Linked DNA regions of Zea mays: region 1 is linked to region 2. The links are chromatin contacts, called in public Hi-C maps. All regions are on one chromosome and are shown on one strand. The core of a region is the stretch at or near the end of the contact, and the rest is flanking DNA. Distances in the headings are between cores, read along the strand shown. Region 1 holds the start of LOC100384354. Region 2 holds the start of LOC100273620 (jasmonate-regulated gene 21).

Region 1 (6,715 bases), core at 3,230-5,729, 160 kb after region 2:
AAGTTCATATAATGTAACAGATCTATTTCTGTTAATTGGAACATTGCAAAAAATGATATTTTAGCTAATGAGGGTGCCAGCCGCCCAAGAGACCAAATCTGCATTGATTTCAAATGTACTTTGATATTCAATCCTTGTGGTCAGTAAAGCATATGTTTCAAAAGCAGGCCTTGTTATTTGCCCGACAATTCTTTTTGGTGAACACGTCCCCTTGATGTGGTGTTGAATGCCTCACTGATTAGATATTGACGTGATCTTGTTTGAATTAAGGAGAATTATTATTGATAGTTCTGAGATGTCTGTTCTGGTTTGATTTAGTACTTATTAACAATTTGGTGTCTATAGCTTTGCTAACTTGTGGGTTTTCTCTTAGGGTTCTTTCAGCAGCAATGGCCTCACTATTTCTTCTAAATTACCAAGATTCTCGGACATGTACACTCTCACGATAGCAAGTGTAGACCCACAGTTTATCGTAGCAAACAAGCCAATCCATTTCACTAAGAGCGTGACAAAGTGGTATGTGTCAAGTGATCTTCAGTTTAGCACACTAAAAATTTTTAGTCTCTAGCAGATGCATCTCTTGTGAAAATTTGAACTATAGTGTATTTAATTGTATTTTAAATATTAAATGTCTACTATCCAAAGTGCAGTCAACTCATACCCCTGTCAACTTTAGGATTTCGTGATTAGATGTTTTATGTATGATGTACCTAAAACCCATATATGGTTTCCATAGCATCTAGCTGAATTAGATGGCTAACTACTAGCCGAGGGTGTTCCAATCCTGAAGCTAATAGATAGTTATGATAAGATAAATGTCCTTACTGCTTGTCTCTTTTTTCTTACTCATATTTCTCGCCAGTAAGAATTGTTGGTATGAATATTTGGGAAATAAAGCATTATAAATACAAATTTCAAATATTATAAATAGCATAGAAAGTCTGTGATGAAGGTGTTGCAAGCGCGACATCCCCATTTGTGGGCATGTGCTTGCACAGAAAAAATGGCGAGCGGTGTTTTCGCTAGCCTCGTGTATCCATGGAGGCGCGCGGACTATGGAGTGAAGTGCGCCCGCGTGCTTGCAGCGGCGGTGGCATGACCATGCACCCGCACATAGAAGAAGCCGGTGACGAAGGCGTTGTAGTTGTTGCCTCCCCATTTGTGGACATGTACTCCACATATTACTTTTCTTTTTTGTAGCTATATACATGTATATCTGTCTTGTTGCAATGCTAAATTTTAGATTTATAAAATAGGGTATGAATCTTATGAGAATGTTTTTCTAATCTCCTGATGTGCATATCTATACTACTCCTTGCTGCCCGCCCTGAAGTCACAGAGCCCTTCTTCTTCGCTCTGCCACCCACACCGTGGCACCTCGCCGAGCTCCGCATCGAAACTGCGTTGTTGCCTTCTCCGTGCTCTGCGTTGAAGACATGCAGCGCAAGCGTCGCTGCCTCATCCCGGCCTCCTCTAGACGCAAGACGACAAGAGGATGCTGCTCGAGCTGTCCCCTTGGATCCCACGCCGAACGCCCTGTCACCTCCGTCGACAACATCAAGCTCCTGTCCCTCCCCCACCTCACTGCAATAGATTCTTCGGTTGTGGAACTTAGGGAGAGTTTTGAGTCGTGGTGGTGTATAAAGCAGTCGTCAAGCACAAGCTCCTCCAAAGTACCATCAGGATCCTACAGTAGAAGAGTTAGCCAAAACACTCGATTGTTGGCCATCAATGAATTATTATATCACGGGTTGTAAATATGTAAGTATGTGTTCATTTCGAATGTATTTATAAAGGACCCTTCTTTGCAATCCTAATGACTGATATTTTGCAGGTTCTTATGCCATGAAAATTCAACGAATGTCACGCCCTTTTCGTAATAGATCATGTTAAAAGCATGTGACTTTTATCGACTTTACACCGACTCAAGATTGGTGTAAACACATGCCATACAAGAGGTTTGCGGAAGCTATTATCATGGCCTCAAAGAAATATAAGATTGCTTACAACAAGAAACGTTCTGGATGGGCGGAGGATATCTTTAAGTGGGAACATACAATTCAGACTGGTGTTCCAATTGACTTAAGAGGGTATTTTCTTCGTACCTTCTCAGCAGTTTAATTTTTTTATGATAATCATTGTATAAAACATAGTTGGCCAAACATTATTCTATAGGTTTAATACCAGCTACCTCGTTCTACAAGTTATGACCATGTGGGGGAATGACAGACGAATGAAATTTGTTGGGGTGAGTGTAGTACGTTCGTTTTATGTTCAAAACATACATTCCAGCTACCTCGTTTTACAATATAATACGTTTTGTTCTCTTATGTCTTTGTCTGTAGAATGCAAATATTCTTCGAAGGAACTTTGTGATTGATCTGTTAAGTTATGAGGACAATTCGTGCCGATATGCCATCCCTGCAAACATACAACAGAGACTTATCGATATCGCTAAAAAGGATTAGCTGATTAGTGTACGGTTGTCGACACATTTGTCTGTAATTAAAAATTCTAAATTATCTTTTTAGAAATAATTTGTGTGATATTGATAATGAAAAACACGGATTTTGCATATTATATAGTGATGTTTGTCGTTCCGTATCAATGTTTCATACAAATCTTTTATTTCCGTCGCAACGTATAGACACATACTTATAACAATATAACACACATATGTACATAATTATCGTGTTATTATACGGTTCCGTTGTAACGCACAGACACTCACCTAGTAGTCTAAGAGGACTCAACCTCGAAATCACTTCCTCATAAGTATTGGCCTCAACCAATAACCATATGAGCTCCGCGAAGTTGTTGTATAAATGCACACTATGATCTATTTAATACGGATAGAACAAAAAATATCTACTCTAATTAATCATGTATTGCTACGTGGAGTTATGTCAAAAACAATGATAAAATTGGACTTGGAGTAGTCACCAATCATAAAAGGTTGAAACTTTTATCTAAGATTGTCCGCATCGGTTCCTTCTAAATTTATTCCTCTATACCTATATTTACGTCACGCCAAAATTTTACCCCGATTACTATAAATTATTTCCCTACACTCCACTACAGCTATAAAATATCATTTCTTTTACCTACTTATTATTTATTATTATTTTTCTTCAACTAACAATTACTTATAGGCATAAAACACGAGATCGACATGATGTTTAGCGCTCACCACATAGAACGAGGGAGAGAAAAATACCGCCGTGTAGGGCGTCCGGTGTGGCCTTCACGGTGCTCCTATTGTCGGCATGCAGGAGAGAGGGAGACAGGAGGACCATGCGCTAACTTGTTCGTTTAATTTTAATTCATACCAACTTCTACTATTTATAAAATATTTTATCTTTATAAATTATAGTTGTGGCAGTCTTAACAACTGAAACGAACTGTCAGTAACCTAAATCCTAAATGAATGCACATGCACAAACGTCCCAATGGTTCTCTCTCCTCATGCTCGAAACGTACAAAGCAACGCGAATGAGGACGATCTTGACATTTGCGGGCAATATTTTATTTCCTCTATCTCTCTCCAATTTGGATTTTTCGGGTCATCTGATCCTTCATGCAAAAGTTGCCAACGCTGAAAGGCTGAAGCCGTGCAGCAAGCACAAGCAGCGCTAGGACGGTATACACGCACAACACAAGTAGTGCGTTCCCAAAAAGTACTAGTTTATATAAACATTTCCATTTTATATAATAAATAAAAGAGACAAAAGAACACAGATTCCACGCATGTCGAACAGGAGAAGTTGTATTTTGAAATATATGATTTTAACACTAAAAAGCTACTTCTGCAAAGGTTTTATTTCACAAAAAATTATAACTAATTATATTACTCGGCTTCTCATATTCTAAGAGGGTGTTTAGTATAACTCTACCCCACCTTTGAGAAATTCTACTCCAAAATTCTAGATGGAGCAGCTCTGCTTCAGAATTTAGGTTGATTTCTCATAAGCAGTGATGTATAAATAACTCCAAACTCTATATCTAGGTTGCTTTTTTTTAGAGTTTTCGAAGCACTAAAAGAGATACTCCAAAAATTGTACAACAGCTTTGAAAACTCTATAAAGTTTACAAATATAGAGTTAGGTTGTTTGGCAGGCTCTGGTCAGCTCCGTAATATAGTTTTGCTCTAGAGCGATATTAGAGGACCTTATATGCTAGAGCTCTATTCTTGTTTTATACGGTATTTATAACCTTTTATTTTCTAAATGACGTGATCTATTTCTTAATAATATAATATGACTCAAAGGTTGTAGCTATAAATGTTTTTTATGGTCCCAAATATTGTAAATGATGTATTATTTTAATTTTTATAACTAGCACTTTTTATTAAAGATGCTTCACCCACCGTTTAAAACGAAGGAAACAACTCAAATTTGGGCGAATCAAATCCAAGATAATAAAATCGCACGACTTTACGCAGTCCATAACTAGCGCGCATAACAAACGCCACCGCCTCCCACAGCACGAAACCTTCTCTCCTCTTCTCGTTCTCCCCCTCTATAGTCCTCCGCCGCCTCCATTGCCTTCTCTTGGGCTCCTCCCCGTATCCCGGGACTACTAGTCCAACCTCCCAATTCTGCGGCACTCACCATTCGACAAGCACTGAACCCTACCCCACCCACCAGTCCCCGCAGCCGCGCTCCGCAATGGCGAGCGGGGCGGCTAGAAAGCGCCGCCGCAAGTCGTCGCCCCCTGCCGCCGCCGCGGCTGCACGGGACGGGAGGAAGCTCCTCGTCGGCGAAGTCGTCGAGGTGAGCGCCATCCGCGCCGTCGTTTGCGATGAGGTCCACCGCATTGCGGCTAAGGGCGATGGTCCGCGGGTGATGGGCAGGGTGCCTGGGTTTTCGATTTTATTGCGTTTCCAATGCTTGAGGTCACCGCCCATGATCAGGGTCGTGACCAGGCGATTCTCGGTTAACCTTGATACCGAGCATCGGCCGCTCCGCTGCCGGGGATGATCGCGAGGGCATCCAGGTGGTTATTGGTTAGGAATAACATGCTTTTGTTAATCTGCGGCGAAGTGGGTGCTTAATTACGTATTTCCATGTATTTTTTAGTTGCTCTGCGGAGTTTATATTGGGTGGTTGGTGACTTGGAGCGACCTTAACTCCCCTATGCGGAAATGCGACAATATTAGTAGAAGGTTCTGCCACATAGATGGCTATCAAGCCGCAACAGCGATGCGGCAGTGAGCCTTCTTTATTCACGTGCAGATAGTTCAGAATCTTGGCTTCTCGCTTCATCCCTCAGTGAGTTCGGGTAGTATTATTATTGACATCTAAGCAAGGTGGCTAATTTGTAATAGGTATATTTCTTTGGATTTGTGGCTGATGCCAGTTACCTCTGTGGGCTGGCAATTGATGCCTGCCAATTGGGCACCCTTGTATTAGTTAGGTAGGAATTACTTAATTGATATATCACTTTTTATTCTTTTGCGATCCAATTTGATGCATGTACCGATTGAATTTGACCTGTCTGTTAATGAAATAGTAACGTTTTACTATCCCGTTTAACACACCCCTTGTGTAATTGTGTTTCCTTCAGGATTCCAATGTGTTCATTGTTTTTATGATGATTATGGGATATGCTAACCCCTAGTTTTCTTTTTGCACTGTCACTATGTGTGCCCTCAAACTGTGGATGGAATTGCCCGAGATATTCATTGAGGTCTTTCTATTCTGTAGGTGCTGAGTTGTGATCAAGGACTACGTGGCTCCTGGCATAAGGCTATTGTTATTGGTATTCTGGAAAATGCTCGCGCAGTCAGATATACTGATTTCATTGATGAAAATGGGTCACCTCTTGTTGAGAATGTTCAAGTGTCAGATGCCATTGATGGTAAGTCAAGTATGCCTGAGGAACTCATTCGTGGCAACATTAGGCCAATGTGTCCACATCAAGCACTGCAGGTGTCTCATGCAAGCTATGGACTTTGTGTTGACGCACTCATAGAAAGTTCCTACTGGGAAGGTGTTATTGCTGATCATGCTGAAGGCTCTATGGAAAGGAAAGTCCTTTTCCCTGATGAAGGTGATGAATGCATTATAGAAGTTGATCAGCTACGTCTTACTCAAGACTGGGATGAAGCTACAGGGGAATGGAAACCACGTGGAATCTGGTCATTTCTGCAGATACTTTTGTCACATGAAGAGAGAGATGGTTTACCTGTGTCAATCAGGCAGATATGGTTTGACTTAAGATCCAAACCTTCTTTTAAGACTGATGCCAAAATGTGGATGTGTGGAACAGAAGATTTTTGGGAGAGATCACTTGCAGATGTCATTGCTGAATTGTGGTCTCTATGTGACAAGCCTACCCTAGATGGATATCAAGTGGAAGCAGTTCAGAAGGATACAGTTGAGACCACTGTCTTGGATAGGCTGGATCCATTCCAAGCATTATCAGAATACATCTCATGCTATCGGAATAATAGGAAAAATGCTCTTATCAAAAAAGAGTGGGCAAAGCAACACCTTAAATCTTCAGGATGGACCTTTCTGGATGACAGACCTAAGAACAAGTTTTACATCTCACCTGATGGTAAGCGGTTTCCATCTTTTCTAGGAGCATGCCAGGCGTGTTTGGCTGCAAAAGAAGCAAATGGTTACCAATATGATCATACAGAAAATTTGCATCTAGACAGTATGAGTCTGGTGCACAAGAATGCATGCTACAACCAGACACACATGGATCT
Region 2 (7,117 bases), core at 1,270-3,769:
GCGTTTTTTTATCTAAACCCCTAAATAAAGTACCAGTTAAATTAATCTAGATCACCCAACAAATAACCCACATACCCCCACACTCAGATGTGTTTTCACGCATCCCATTTTATACACACAGAAAATCCTCATCCATCACATTAAACCAGATCTCTTTTCCCTTATTCTTTATCTCACTCACATCTAACGACCAAGGACGTCTAGATCATCCCACCCTCACATACGACCCCATACACGCCCTCACGGCCCCACGATGCTCTCTCGGTCTCTCCCCTGCGTTGTCTTTCTCTTGCTTTGTTAAATGCCGCCGATCCAGAAGGATGGACCAAGGCGGCGGCCGGCTCTCCACAGAGGATGTGTGAGGATGACGGCATGCATGGCGAGCATTATACTGGTACAAATAAAAAGACACGCATTATATTCAAGTATTATGTCATGGCAAGCAGCTTGTGTGTATGTCTTGGAATTGGTCTGTGTAGACGCATGTTATTAATTCTTTTGTTACTACGGATCATGAACACGAACGGGATAGTAAAATAACTAGGACTCCTATAAAACCGGGCAAAGACTCTTATGCTTGAGAGTGAGTGGAGCAATAGACGGAGACAAAGAGAGTGACGGGTGATTTAAAGGAGAGAATTTCATCCTTCTTAGAGGGCTTGTTTGTTTCGGATTCTAGCCGGATTCTGGCACTCAGAATCGGTTCTTGACCGCCAAACGCTTCACTTCTCAGACTGATTCGGTGAGAATCGCTTCTATGAAAATCACCTAAATCGCTAAATCAACGTGAATACAGAATTTGCCGAGTCGGCGCGATAAGAGGAACATGTTGCTTTTTCTTTCTAAAACCCTACGGATCTTTCACCTTACTCTTGTTGAATAATTAGACAAATTCCGGATTAAATTCTGAATATAAATCATGACCAAATCAGAAGAACTGAAGTAAAAAGTCAAATCAGATGATGCGTACTAATTAGACATACTGATAGATGGCGCGCGCCGGAATCAGCAGGGTCGACGACGTCAGAAGATCACGAGCAGTCGCATGAAGACGCTTCCCAAAAACCTTATTCGCCCTCTCCCGGTGCAGGATCTAGAAGACGAAGGGTTCCGGAGACCTGCTCTCCTGATCGCAGATGCACGTCTGCGGTCGGGATGAAGGGAACTGGAAGGCGGCTCAGATATGAAGAGAGACGAAAGCGAAACTGGGATGAATTGGATGCTGGCTGTCAGGCGCTATTTATAGTGCCGAATCCGCAACCAGATAGCTACCTTTGATCTTATCCGCCCGCGAAAATCTCGCGTTCAGTTTAGATTTTATAGCGATCGGTTAGGATTCTAAACTTAACAGCCAAGTAACCAAAAATTCAAACGGCAAAAGGAAACTGCGCCCCCGCAAGGCGAGGGGCCGGATTTCAGCGGACCATGATTTCGGCGGACCATTCACGCGCATGTCGTGCGCCCTTTGCCCCCGCCCTGGGCCGGCCAGGCGAGCGAGCGCGCACACGTGTGTGGCTCTCCACACTCTCTCCTCTCATCCATGACTTGGTGAGTGAGTGTGGCTTCCATATTTAAGCTAGCTCTACTCTACTAGAACTAGCAATATGGTGCTATTAGTTCCATCTATTCCCTAGCCATACTTATATGGGCTTTTGAGATTTTCCTGTGATTTATTTGATTTTCTCAAGTTGGGCCTAACCCATAAATCTTAACAACTCTGCATACAAGGCTCGCGAATTTAGATTCTCGTGACACCTAGATTATTCAGAAATTCAGATTCTCAAAAAAAAAGTTGTTTAGAAAAAATATACCAAACAGGCGCATAGATATGTAGCTCAAGCTTAGGAATGAAAAGAAGCTAGGTTACCTGTCCATGTGAAATTTGAAAAACCGATTGCCAAACAAAACATATTTGACTAACAAAAAATCCTACTGTGGCCGCAATTGGTGATGATCAGATGAAGTGCACAAATTGCAACAGGAGTGCTGTGTGTGGTGGTATACCTCCGTGACCACAAAATCCAAGAATGATTACATTACACAGACAGAGCTAACCTTTTTATATATATTGTACTACTATTTATTCTTTGAGCACGTGCTTTATTTTCCCTAGCCATGCATGTTGCTTTCAAGGCCACTAGCTAGCTAGTTGAAGTTTTATATTCAACACTCCAATGATGATCGCAAAGCCACAATGTCTCTCCCTTATCCTTTGATTTATAAAAGGGGGTAAAATACGGTATTATTATTACTAGACATCTCAGCTCTCTGGACCATCACGTGTACAATTGCGACCGCTATATATCAACAAATATATGCCATGAGTGTGCAAGTGTAAGTTGTGCACACAATATACAGGGCGGTTTTGTCTTAAGCCAGCAGCTCCCCGGCCGATGGCAATAAGCTGCTTCAACGGCGGCGCCGGCTGGCCGGAGCCCGTGGTGCGCGTCCAGGCTGTGTCTGACACGTGCGGCGACACGATCCCCGAGCGGTATGTGAAGCCCCTGTCGGAGCGGCCCCGGCTCTCACCGGCCTCCGATGGCAGCGGCCCGAATATCCCAGTCGTAGACCTGTCAATGCTAGACGTGGACGCGACATCCAGCGCCGTGGCGGCGGCGTGCCGGGAGTGGGGCTTTTTCCAGGCAGTGAACCACGGCGTCCGCCCGGAGCTGCTGCGCGGCGCGCGCGCGGCGTGGCGTGGCTTCTTCCGGCAGCCCGCGGAGGTGCGCGAGCGTTACGCGAACTCGCCGGCGACGTACGAGGGCTACGGCAGCCGCCTCGGCACCGCCAAGGGCGGCCCGCTGGACTGGGGCGACTACTACTTCCTCCATCTGCTGCCGGCTTCCCTCAAGAGCCACGAGAAGTGGCCTTCCCTGCCTTCCTCCCTACGGTAAAAAAAAAAAAACAGACACTGCACTGCATGCTTGCGCTCTATACTTGTATCGTCGACCAAGCTAGCACCGTTCCGTTCGGGCCCTAGTTCGTTGATCTCATTATGCATGCATGCTTGCACGGGACGTGCATGGTCGTCGTTGCAGGGGGGCAACGGAGGAGTACGGCGAGGAAGTGTTGCAGCTGTGCCGGAGGGTGATGCGGCTGCTCTCCAGCGGGCTGGGGCTGGAAGCCGGGAGACTGCAGGCGGCGTTCGGCGGAGAGGGCGGCGAAGGGGCGTGCTTGCGGGTCAACTTCTACCCGCAGTGCCCGCAGCCAGAGCTGACGCTGGGCGTAGCGGGGCACTCCGACCCCGGCGGCATGACCATGCTGCTGGTGGACGACCACGTCAAGGGCCTGCAGGTAAGGAGCCCCGACGGCCAGTGGATCGTCGTCGAACCCGTCCCCGACGCCTTCATCGTCAACGTCGGCGACCAGATCCAGGTACGCAATAATCATAATGGTCGGTCTTACATATGTGCACGTGGTATATACGTAAAAGAAAAAATCATGTCTCTTGGGGCAAAAAGAAAATAATAGACTGAATAGCGGTTATTATATTTCATAATAGAGAGAGACGATTGGCTAGTGTAATAACGACGTCGCATCGCATGTGCACCAATCTTATTAAGCCGCAAAGATATCCAGAAATTAAAAAAAACTAAACAACCAAAAGAAACACACTATATGACGAACGTAAAGACGGCGACACGTGTTCCCAGGACCAGCACGGCGGCATCAAGAAAAGAAGCGCTTCAAAACTGAGGCAGAGCGTCCCCGGATCTGATTGATCATATGTCAGGACTCAAGATTTGCGACAAAAGCATGGACCGATATGTACATATGTTGGACCATTTTTGTTTGGACATAAGCCATCCAACACATGTCCTTACCCACCAGGTACTAGTAGAATTTTCTTATGCCTTGTATCAAACTTCTAAAAATAATAGTTAGCAGTTAAAATTGGCTGAGAGATTTAGAATGAGTCAGCTAATTAATTGTTAGCTATACCTCTCAAATAGTTATTAGTTCTTAGCTATTTCAACCTACCTATATAATAACTTATTAACTAACTAGCAATTAGCTTTAGAGATTTAGAACAGAGCCTTAACATGCCAAAAATATTGCCCATACACAAAAAAAGAGGGATCTTGTGTCTGTTACGTGTGTCACAGATATAATGGCCAAGGGGAAATCAGCAGGTTATACTCCTAGTTAATGGATTTTATGTATGTTATGTGCACAGTTATAAAGATTGATTTATAGGGTGTTTGGTTTCACCCAACTAAGACTTCCTTTAGAATGTAGGAATTTCACACGAATTATACTGAAATTTATAGAAAGTAGTTTATTTTCACCGAAAAGACACAAGGAACACGAGAAAAAAATTCGTACAATCCAAATCCAAAGGAGGCCTAAAATTTAGTCCCGGTCGCATCAAAAATTTGAGTAAAATTATAGGTATTAAATATATTCTAATTGTAAAACTACTTATATAGATAAAGACTAAGGGCATGTACAATCCAATTAAATGAGGTGTCTCTTATGGGATTTTTAGGGGGCCAAGTGAAAAAAAATCAAGATACAGCCTATTCGCGAAGAGCTCATCTCTACATGACTCTCTATACATAATTGTGACTTGACTACATTAATGATTTAAAGGCTCAGAGTTGTATCATGCAGTCTTTTAACTAACTCTTTTACTTGGAAAACCGAGACGAAGTCCCTCGGTTGTATCATGCTATCCCCCAGGGCCGGTCCTGAGGTTTCATAGACCCGGGGCGAAACAAAAAATTAGAGCCCTCAAAAAATTTTGAATGATAAAAGTCTATAATATATATATATATATATATATATACACTTTCTTCTAAGTACATAAGCAAAATTTTTGAATGATAAAAATCTATAATATATCAAAACAACTTCGAATCTTTCTACATATTATCTCAAAAAATTCTTTTAATGTTTCTTGATGCGAAGTCATTGATAATATTGTTGCTACCAACCTCGTCTAATAATTTTTCTCAATGTATAAAGTAGCCAATCCGTTGAGGCGATCTTGAGACATTGTTGACCTTAATAGTTCTTCAACAATTTTAACTTTAAAAAGCTTCTCTAAGCCGATGCCACAGTCACAAGCACAGTAAATAATATCCAATGAACGATTGAAATATTTGGATACAGATCTATTTGCCGAACATACTCAAAAAATCTAAGATTATATATACATGTATATTACTTGGGGCCCTTCCAAAATCGGAGGCCCGGTGCGGCGGCTCCACTTGCCCCCCTCTAGGATCGGCCCTGCTATCCCCTGACTGTCTCTTGTATTTGAAAAACCGAGCCAGAATCTCTAGGTTGTATATGCCTAAAAAACAAGACAAATTTACTAAATCTAATTAAGTCTATATTTAATATTTATAATTGATATTTAAACATTTAATATGACATGAACTAAACTTTAGTCAGGTGAACCAAAGACTCCCTTAGACCCTATCAAGCAGTTTATTTATGTAGTCATCTAAAACACTAATTTATACTGTATACTACACTATTCTAAGCAGCGTGGAGTTTGGATACGGCCACGACGATGATTTAACTAGCCTTAGAGCAACTCCAGTAGTTCTCTAAAAAATAGCTTGCTACAATCATGTTTAGCAAGTTGCTAAATAGCTATTAGAAGTAAAAAATAACTTAGTCTCCAATAGTTGCTCATATTTAGGAAGTAGTTCGATTTTGAATCTAGCTTTAGCGGCCCTGTCTCTATGAGATCTGCCTGATAATAAGGTTGAGAGCAGAGGATATGAGGGCGGAAGAAAAAAGGTCGGTCGATATGAATTATGGATGAGTGGTGGTCCGGTGACGCAACCTATGAGAAAGTTAGGTTCGACGGTGAAGGAGAAACTTGCGTCATACGTGTTTGACCTAGCTACCTCATTATGCTAGAAAATGAAAAAAGAGTGTGTTATAACTGGCTATCTCACTGTATGGGAAAGGTAAAAATAATCACGCTAGTGTGAAGAAATTGACGTCAACTGTATTTAGAGAGTTCCTACTGAGTTGCTAAATGTGGAGAGTAAATAGAGTTGAATAGCAACTAAGTAAATTTAGCAAGTCTATTTAGAGAACCATTGGAGAAGCATTTTTCTGTTCACTTCTTAAATTTAAAATTTAGAGAGTTATTTAGAGAACTATTGGAGTTGCTCTTAGCTATTAGTGTGCGCGCACTCTGCACAGCACAGCCGTGCACAAGTGGGGCCGTGGGGGTATAATAAAGGTGAGAGTGGAGTTGGACACCTGCTTGGTATTTTTGTCTCCTAGCATGACCTAGGTCTGTCTGCCTGCCCGTCTGTGTGCACTGCCCAGAGAGACGTACCGTATCTTTGCAGCTTTGCGAGACTGGACGTGCATGTCTCCTTGGATTTGTATTGATGTGCCGTTGCCATCACAGATCAAAGCAGCACATCTGCGCGATAGGCCCTGCAGAACCATTCGCTTCCAAAAGTACGCGTCCGTGCACGTGGGACGACCATCAGCGCCTCGTTTCGTCTGCTCGATCCATCTCAAGGTCGAACAGGATAACCATCCGAATTATTTTGCCTTTGGCTGACCATTCAAACTCGATCTCTTGTCGCTAGCATTCCAGTGGCCAACCAAACACTAGCTATTTTATTTTTTCGTCTATACCCTAGATATATATTAGCATAGTTTTCTCTGACTTTGGCCGACAATATCTTAAGCTATATATTATGTGTGTATATATACTGATAATACGATAGTACCAAAAATTCTTCCTTCAAATACTGTGTTAATATATAACGGCAACGACTGCTATGTAAGCGGTCATTCTTCGCAAGCCTGCAAGCAAACTATCTGATCCATTAGATTACGATCCAACCGTAGGTCACATTTAACACTTAAACCTTTCCACCACCAGCTCAATAATCTTTATAAAAAACCTCTAAAAACCATGATCGTAATCTAATAGATTATATGGTTTGCTTGCACGCTTTCAAAGAAGGACTACTTGCATAGCAGTCGTTGCCATATATAACTGCCCTCATTTATTCATTTATGTATATATCCAACCAAGAGTTAGCGGCCAAACTCTATCGGTCTGTGTAATTGAAGCCTTAAAAAATATTGTACTGCATTAGTCAAATCCCTGGCATGCACTAATAAATAT

Evidence for each region. Hi-C and Micro-C count contacts between places; a contact is called where the count stands out from the background.
Region 1: a Hi-C map of tassel shows a contact between it and region 2, with 1.8 times the contacts expected there. The contact joins the promoter of LOC100384354 here to the promoter of LOC100273620 in region 2. A contact is called at or near these places in 3 of 25 Hi-C or Micro-C datasets (bundle sheath, ear and tassel).

The regions. Positions count from the first base shown.
Region 1 is chr1:44,888,820-44,895,534 of Zm-B73-REFERENCE-NAM-5.0, forward strand. LOC100384354 reads left to right here and starts at 4,480. Exons shown (of 10, transcript NM_001353417.1): 1 at 4,480-4,772; 2 at 5,706-6,715. The coding sequence starts at 4,668. LOC100303814 reads left to right here. Exons shown (of 6, transcript NR_158632.1): 2 at 374-516; 3 at 1,334-1,761; 4 at 1,835-2,090; 5 at 2,176-2,248; 6 at 2,346-2,600. It also overlaps the pseudogene LOC100274183.
Region 2 is chr1:44,727,367-44,734,483 of Zm-B73-REFERENCE-NAM-5.0, forward strand. It overlaps LOC100273620 (jasmonate-regulated gene 21), which reads left to right and starts at 2,520. Exons shown (of 3, transcript NM_001148036.1): 1 at 2,520-2,890; 2 at 3,039-3,375. The coding sequence starts at 2,577.